2 separate regions of the Zea mays genome follow, and region 1 is linked to region 2. A link is a contact called in public Hi-C data. All regions are on one chromosome and are shown on one strand. Each heading gives the region's core, a stretch centred on a gene start, on an enhancer-like site or on the middle of the called end of the contact. The rest is flanking DNA. Distances are from core to core; before and after follow the strand shown.

What was found. A called contact is a pair of places that touch in the nucleus more often than the background predicts.
Region 1: a Hi-C map of ear shows a contact between it and region 2, with 2.0 times the contacts expected there. The contact joins the promoter of LOC103651391 here to the promoter of LOC100217313 in region 2. A contact is called at or near these places in 2 of 25 Hi-C or Micro-C datasets (ear and tassel).

What each region holds. Positions count from the first base shown.
Region 1 is chr3:216,712,183-216,716,317 of Zm-B73-REFERENCE-NAM-5.0, reverse strand. LOC103651391 (SCP1-like small phosphatase 4b) reads right to left here and starts at 2,088. Exons shown (of 7, transcript XM_020550525.1): 1 at 1,243-2,088; 2 at 424-627; 3 at 1-17. The coding sequence starts at 589.
Region 2 is chr3:216,439,864-216,444,164 of Zm-B73-REFERENCE-NAM-5.0, reverse strand. LOC100217313 (Transducin/WD40 repeat-like superfamily protein) reads left to right here and starts at 1,541. Exons shown (of 9, transcript NM_001143659.2): 1 at 1,541-1,660; 2 at 2,530-2,791. The coding sequence starts at 2,592.

The DNA.
Region 1 (4,135 bases), core at 839-3,338, 270 kb before region 2:
TGCAGAACAAGGAGATGCTGTTAATCCATAAAATATACACATCAGCACATGCCTAGGGATGTTGCTAACAATGCATGATGTAAATACATTGTTCGGAACAGGCTTTGTTGTTGTAGCAAATTTCTGGTAACAATTTTAAAAGAAAAAACTGTGAAATATTAATGAGATTTTTTTGAGGAAAATTATTAATGAGATTATCAAGCTAAACATTGTGTGACCGTTTGTAGACTTTCTAAATGTATCATAAATGATAAATGCATTCCCAGTGACACGGCATCAAAGATAACCAACAAAAAATTGAGCTAATTTAAAGGTGTCCTTGCAAGAAAAGGAAAACAAACTTCATGCAAAACAAAATAGCAATCGACCACATTCCAAGAAATATAGCCAAGTCTATGAACATCCAGTCATATAATTACTTACCATCTTGAGGAGTTTTATCTGATAAGTTCGACATAGCTGACTGCTCTAACTCGCTGACATGAAAGTGTGAAACTTTCATGGATTTCATGGTCCTGATTTTGAACTCATTAGCACAATCATCACCATGAAACATCCTCTTCATTCTCAGTGCAGGCAACTTGACCATTGCACTCCTTCAGAGAATTAAAGTCCTCTACAGATCCACTAAAAAGTAAAAGAAAAAAACCTTTAATTAGTAACAGGACATAAAAATCTAGAACATCAACCACAAGAGAACAACACCATAGCAAATACATGATAACATCCAACAATTTTCACTATAACTATACACATTATGTCTTCTTGCCTGGTACAGCAACCATTTTAAAAGCATGTGAATGAACATCATAAGATAAAGCAGCAATAGACATCCAATTCGCTATACAAATTTGTATCTAAATAGCTTGCCTGGGTGTGCAAGAAAAAAAATGTATCTCATGTTTTGCCGTTCTACAGTATCAGGACACAATTGAGTTGTGATAACTTATGTGTCATTCCACTTGTACTTCCTTATTCAACAGTTCATGCAAACAAGATGATCACAACGACGCACGTGCCACAAACAGGAGTACGAGTATTGCAGCGACAATCTAATTTTTTGCAAATCGCATCGTCAAAATGAAACCAACTGCAATCATGAGATCTGAAGTTCTAAGCAACCAAATAACACCGCAAATCTACACCACTTTAATTACCTAAAACTTGCCAAATAACGTCAGTGCCACCAGAGCCAGATTCATGAAGCGAAGGAAATTAAAAGCCGAATTTACTATAACCTACCCGAAAAGACGCTGACTTTGAAAAAAAAGATAGCCGTCTCACAAAGTTTCCACACTTGAATCAGATCTTTCTGCATGTGCTCTGTTGCACACACAATAATTGCCCTCTTTTTGCCAGGTACAGCCGTTAGGGTTCCAAGAAGCGGCACTAAGCGCGCGCTTCAGCGCGCTAAGCGGACGGGTGACGCTTCGCTTTGGGGCATAAGCGCTCCCAAAGCGGCGCGACCGCCTTGGTGGAGCAGCGGCTGTTGGCTCCCGCTACCCTCAAGGCGCGCGCGGCGCAGCCGGGCGCCGTTCCACCGGAAGGAGGAGAGAGAGAGAGGCAGGCACGCAAGGTCGCAGGCCGGTGTGTGGAGGGCCGGAGGCGAGGGCGCGAGGCGACTGGCGAGAGGCGGAAGGGGAAGCCGCTGACGCCGTCGCTGAGAGCCCGATCACGAGGGCCGCAGGATGGGGCGCCGGCGCTGCGAGGAAGATGAAGTAATGGCGGCGGCTGTGCCTTCGCTGGAGCAGTAAAAAAAAGGTTAGGTTAAAGAAACGTGCGGGTCTGGTGGAACTTATTTTGTGCTGAACTAATAAGCTTTTAGATGGGCCACCAAATAAAAGTCCATATTATCTTTTTCCCTTTTCTTTTTCATCTTTTTTCTTTCTAACATCTTTGACCCTCCATAATTCAATGTACGCTACTCGTAAATGTTTTGAGTTTTGTGTTGGGAATGCATTGTATGTTAGGAACTTCCATTAGTAAGTCCATATAATAACCTAGTTACATAGTAAAGAGGCTTGTAAAATAATGATTAAAGATTATTTGTAGCCCTAGAATCTCATTGGTAGATACAAACTCCACTAGAAGAAATAATGAAAACCTCCACGCACCTTTCCTATAAAAGGAGAGATGAGAGATTGGAAGGGTCTGGCCAATTTGTACTCTTTCGATTGTTTTTCACTCCCATCACTCATTTGTTCGATCCAAGGTTAACATTAGCGTCCATCATGCTTAGCACATTAAAAATTTCAAGGGGTAGGATTTGCAAGCGAACAAGAGCTCATACTTTAAAAACATTGTAGCGTGTTAGTGTGCATTGCTTTCACAATGTATTCATCTGAATCTGCTTTCACTTCATGCCACTTCACACCACCTTTGCTTTGACCACCTATGCAAGAACTATTTCGAATAGCCCTCAAGAACCGAATGTTGGTCACCTCTTGAAGCTCCTAAAAGGAACCACAACAAGGCAACAGAATTAAAGCTAGGATACTTCCCCTCTTGCCATAAAATGAAGAAGGGGCAATACGAGAAGGATGAATGCATTGAAAAATAAGTGAATGAGGTAAATATACAAACAATTACTAAGCAAGTGGACTATAAGCATTCACTTTCATTACCATTTCAACTAGGTTACAAAAATACCTTCTAAATGAGCACATGATGTCCGAATATAGGTTACAGGAGAGACTTTGGAGGCTAAACACTTCAAAGGCAGTGAGAGTACGTGTGAGGCTAAGCACTTCAAAGGTAATGAGGCTAAGCACTTCACGACCTCCGCGGGGGTAAGGATCAGCGCACCCGCTTTGCGCTTCAGGCTGAAGTATGCAGGAGCGGAAAATCATGCGAAATACTCAATGAAAAAACTAAGTTTCATATATCTCGCTACAACTTACCTAGGCCGGGGCAGGCCTAGCATTCTTGGTCCTAGGCTCCTCGTGCACTTGGCCCCCATGGTTGGCGCCGAGAGTGGATCGACAGGTCGCTCTGCCGCCTCCTCCTCGGTTGTGGGGATAGACCCTGTCTCGACAGACGTTTGTGTCTTGGGTAGAGGTGCAGACACCTCAAGCCTGAGCACCGACACGTCCGGACCAATGGACGGGCCCACTAAGGATGGCTCGGACCAGAGCCTAACCTTGGGGTTGAAGCCAAGCCAGACCTCCATCCCCTCGTCGTCGTCGCCGCTGCCGCCGCCGATCGTGCTTGGGGATGCCTCTAGCGGTAGCCCCTCCCTCTCCTGCGCTCGGTGGTGCCTCTCAAGGGCATCGTGAGCTGCCCTTTTCTCGTGGATCCGCTTCTTCTCCTTGTCCTTCTTCTTTTGTTGCTCTATAGCCAACCTACATGTCGCCCAACCAGTCACATCTTTCGGGATCGGGGGCAGGGCGGTTCGGTAAACCCATAGCCCCTATGAATGAACGGGAAGTCAGGTTGAGATAAAGAAATGAGGACAAAAACAGAAGTAGAATCCATGACTTAACAGGGATATGTAGCCATGCTCGGACACATCAAGATATGGGCGTTGTAATCAGCCTTCCCCACCGCGCCCTTAACCCGCTTGAGGAGGTCGTCGGTGGTGAGGGTGGCTGACGCCATCCGAGAACCCTCCATCGAGGCCTCGGCATCATCTCGTCCAGGCGCAGGCGTCGCTCCACCAACGACAGCACCCTTTGGTGGTGGAAGGTGGCGATGACCCCATCCGCAGTAAGCCCTCGGTCGCGGAGCTTCTGCAGGGCATCCAGGAGGACTACAGATGGGACTGATGCTCCCACGGTGCGCCCCACCGCCGGTGTTCCCCCGCGGCGGTTACAACCCGCTTGGTGTATGCAGGCAGACTCCCATCGTCATTGCGAAGGTAAAACCAGCAGCTCTGCCAACCCTTGTTAGAATAGGTAAGGGAGGTAGAGATGTATAACTTCGCCCGATCCAAGCGCATATGGAGCGTGAGGCCACCTGCCCTCACCGCATGGCGTACCTTCTTCACCTTCGAAGGGAGAGAGAACGACTCCGTGTGGAAGAGTAGCCACAGATCCCAGTGGGGCTCGATCCCGAGGTACCCCTCGTAGACCGCCGCATAGATCATCGCCTGGGCTATGGAGTTGGGGTTGAAGATGTGAAGCTCCACCCCGTAGTA
Region 2 (4,301 bases), core at 292-2,791:
CATATATGAATTATCTAGTCGGTGAGGTGACGCGCCAACCGATGAGGTGGGTGTACCAATAGGAGGAGACTAAGTATTACCAAATGTTGATGAAATCGTGGAGTACACTTCTACGTGGACCAGACAGACTTGAGCGAAGTACAAGACAAAGTTGATGCGTGAGCAAGTTATTATGTTGCTCTCATCGGAGGAGTATAATACAACATAGGATCCGTGGAATGAACACCCGAGGGAATGATCTTCACTAGAGGGTGTATCGTACCTTCGATTTTATTTGTGAACTATGAAACAATGGCATGTAATGCATTGTAATGTATTTGAATTGCCAAATATTGTTATTGAACTTGTGATAACATTTGGTTCATCTTTCGTTCAAATTATGGGACCTCAATATGCTTTATTTGCCAACAAATCTAAGTAGTTCGATTTCTGTACATGTGCTACCAGTTTATCAGGTAAGTAACCGGTTAATCGGTCTTATTGATGATTATTCGGTCTCGATATGTTTGAATTCTAAACTGAATTGGTTTTAAATTTGACTGGTTTATACCAATTTATCACGATTAATTGGATATCCGTGTCGACCGGTTTCAACCTTGAGCAAGGTCGGAGGAGAACAACAGGAGCCCACCAGCCAGAGGCGAGGGAAAGAAGGGAAGCATCAGGTCCGGAGTAGAGATGGCAATAGGTAAATACCCATCGGGTATTACTACCCCATACCCATACCCACGACACAAAAATTAATCCCATCGGGTCACCCACATACACTAGTGGGTATGGATTTACCTTCATACCCATGTGGGTATGAGTCACCCATCGGGTCAACCGTACCCACAAAAATTAAACATCTATCAAAATATTATATTATACAAATATCAAGTATATTCATCTAAATACCATTACAAAATTTCTAGCATCATTTAACCATCCATTCAACATACCAAAGATAATTGGATAAAGTAGTAACACTAGGATAGTAATACATAACACATTACATGTTCCATTATATAGTCATTAAATTGTCATTAAGCCATCTATTACATTATGGCAGAAAAGATTGTTAAATAGTAAAGAAGATGAATGACTAAAGTCAAAGTTCATGCTTGAGCTAAGTTTATATTGAGTATTTTATACCCACGGGTTGACGAGTATGGGTGAAGGCAGAACGTTCTAATACTCGTTTATCCATTGAGTAAAGATTTTTGCCAATAACAAACCCACGGGTAAAATATTTAACCTATATACTATCCTAATGGAGTAAATACGTACTGGTTATCGGGTCGCGGATACCTATTGCCATCTCTAGCCCGGAGGCGGAGAGGAGGAGAATGTAAAGTCCGATCCAAAAGCCCTGGAGCAACGGACGAATGCGGTAGATGCAAGTCCTCTGGACTCGACCCCCGCATGGGCTGTTCGTGGGCTGAATCGAAGACCTACTCCTAGTGTTTTGGGCCTTCCGGGCTGCACACCCCAGCCCGGCGCTCATGTCCGCTCCTACAAGTGGCTAGACCTTTTCTTCCGTTCACCCGGCCTGCCGCCTGCGTCCTCCCTCGTACGGCAACTTGTGCGACCGCCGGCGCCGACGCCCCAAGGCAGGTGCCCTGTGACCAGGCCTTCGCCGGTCCCTTTCGCGTCCTTCGCCGGCGACGAGCACCACCAGGTATGCGCACCTTTTCTCTTCCGTTCCTGTTGTGCGAAACCGGGCACGCGAACCCTAACTTAAGCTACTGTGTTTGGTCGCATCTAATTTCAGGTGTAATTAATGGAAAAATTAATCTTTTGCCATCGGGTAGAATGGCATACCAAATGTCAGCCTATGAGTTGAAGCCTAACTTAAGCTACTTGCCTAACTTTGAGTTCTTTTACCAAAAAATATTGGGTGTATAAGAGTATCTCAAGAGCTAACGACTCCTCAAAATCAGTTTTAAGGGATATCTAAATAATTAGTGGGGGTAGATTTTAATCCTTTCTCCAACAGATCCCTTAAAGCGGCAGATTGTTTCTGGGGAGCCCAAAAAATCCCTCATTTTTAGCTACAAATGAGGGAGTTTTAAGGGCTATGAAAAAGTTGGGAGCGGTTTATGGGAACTGTTGGAGACACGTTTTTGTGTTTTTCCTAAAAAACTGGATTTAGGGGAGACTTCTGGGGAGCTCTTGGAGATGCTCTAACGCCTTGTTTGGAACCCTTAGAGCTAATAATTAGCCAGCTAACAATTTGTTAGCTGGATTGGACCAGCTAATGAAATACTGGGGGTGTTTAAGTTATCGTTATTTAACTATGATTTAGCTAACGATTAGCTGGGGGTGTTTGGAACCTTTACAACTAATTTTAGCCGCTAACTATTAGCTCTAGAGATCCCAAACATGGTCTAAGTTTACACCCTATGTTCTTTACCAGGTCCGCCCCTACCAAGAATCCCGTTGCTTTTGCTTGCATGCTGTTTCTGATTTTATTTCATATGTTAAAGGCTCAAAGCCGAGACGACTGCCATGACCTTAACTGGTTCCAACCTGCTTCGTGGTTTGCAGTTCGTACGGGAGCACAATCAGAGGTGATCACCATTTGCTGCCTGTTTGGTGAAAGTTGCGTGATGGATGGATATGGAGAGGCGGCTGCTGTGGCCATGGAGTTGGAGGCCGAGGCCAGCCCATCCAGGGGGCGCTCCTCTCCTGTGGTTTCAGGGTCACCATCCCAGAATTCTGATGGAAGCATGTCCTCGTGGCGGCTGGGCCTCAAGAACAGCATCCAGACTAACTTTGGAGATGATTATGTCTTCCAAATTGCCTCTTGGTAAGAGCCCTGTCCTCCTCTGTCTTGTCATTTAGATTGCAGTTTCTATGGCGTCAACCGTCAAGAATGGATAAGGTAGGTTCACATGAGCCATTGGGGCCTATTGAAGGTTGCAGATATAATCCTACTTTACAGTTTGTGTATCACACATGGTTATCTGGTGTATCAGTTCCTCCCTGTATTGTAACTGGGTGTTTCTGGTGTCTTGTATGAATTTTAGACCAAAGACCATCAGTCCTGCTTTCAGATGTTGTTCTGGGGTTTTCAGATTGACAGATCGTATCATCAAGAGGAACACTCCACCAAATTTAAGATCCTCTTGACTAGAATCAACACGCTCCATTAACTAGGACCGATTACTAATGGTTAAAACCAGCACCCCGAAACAAAATAAACCATGCGCTCCACTAAGTATATAAACGCAAAAACAGGCCAGAAGCAAGCAACACTAGTTACTTGCATGGACATCACAGGTTTTGAAGGCCATTCCAAAGTCTTCCCTCCCCCTTCAGGTGCTCCTCCTTCCTCAACAGTTGACTCCAGTGCTGCAAGGAATCATAAGCCTTATGGTCAATTGCCTTTTGATTAATCAGTAGCATATATTGGAAAAGACCCAGTCATTCCTGGTTTTCCATAATTCCCAGCGCATTCCAGCTAATAAAAAGAGGTTCAGCTTGTTCTGTCTCGAGCCAGGTTGCTTCAATGTGCTTTGCTCAAACTCATGAATGCTAGTTGTGTTCTTACCCCAATTCAAGCTAGTTCTCACCTAACACCAAGCTTGAACTGCCACATTGTGTGGAAACAGTAAATGATCAACATCTTCGTTCTCGCCAATATTTGAGGGTCTTTTGTGTTCCAAATGTCCACCATTCTCATATCCACAAAACCAGGATATAAAACTAACTTGTTTTTGTTGTTTTTTCCTGTTCCTGTTCCTGACTGCCAACCCCATCTACATAAAACTCTGTTGTAAAAAAACTATAAATACAACTCCTTTTAGTTGTTTTTATGCTCGACATCTCTTAGCAAAAGACCAAGTACTTCATAATAGAAAATTATCTTCATTATTTGCAAGAACAACACTGTATAATCAGCATATTGGAGACGAGTTAAACCTCCATCAGGCAGGTGTGGAAGCAGACAACAACAACAACAACAATAAAACCTTTTAGTCTCAAGCAAGTTGGGGTAGGTTAAGAGTTGAAAGCCACAAATCAAGGCATTCTTTTCAAGTCGGACGACTTGCTGGTCGTTCTGGCTGATCAACTTGGGCGATTAATCGCGATTGGTCCAAACCGATTTTTTTCTCTCGAAAGAGCGCAGGAGGACTGCACACCCATATATTAAAGTAGAGGGAAAATATTTGGACAGTTGATTAATCGAACGACTTGAAAACAATGAATCAAGGTTTAGACACATGGATAGCTGTTTTCCATTCTCTCCTATTCGGAGCTAAATCTTTGGGTATATTTCATTCTTTCAAGTCTTCTTTTAGTGTCTTTTGTCATGT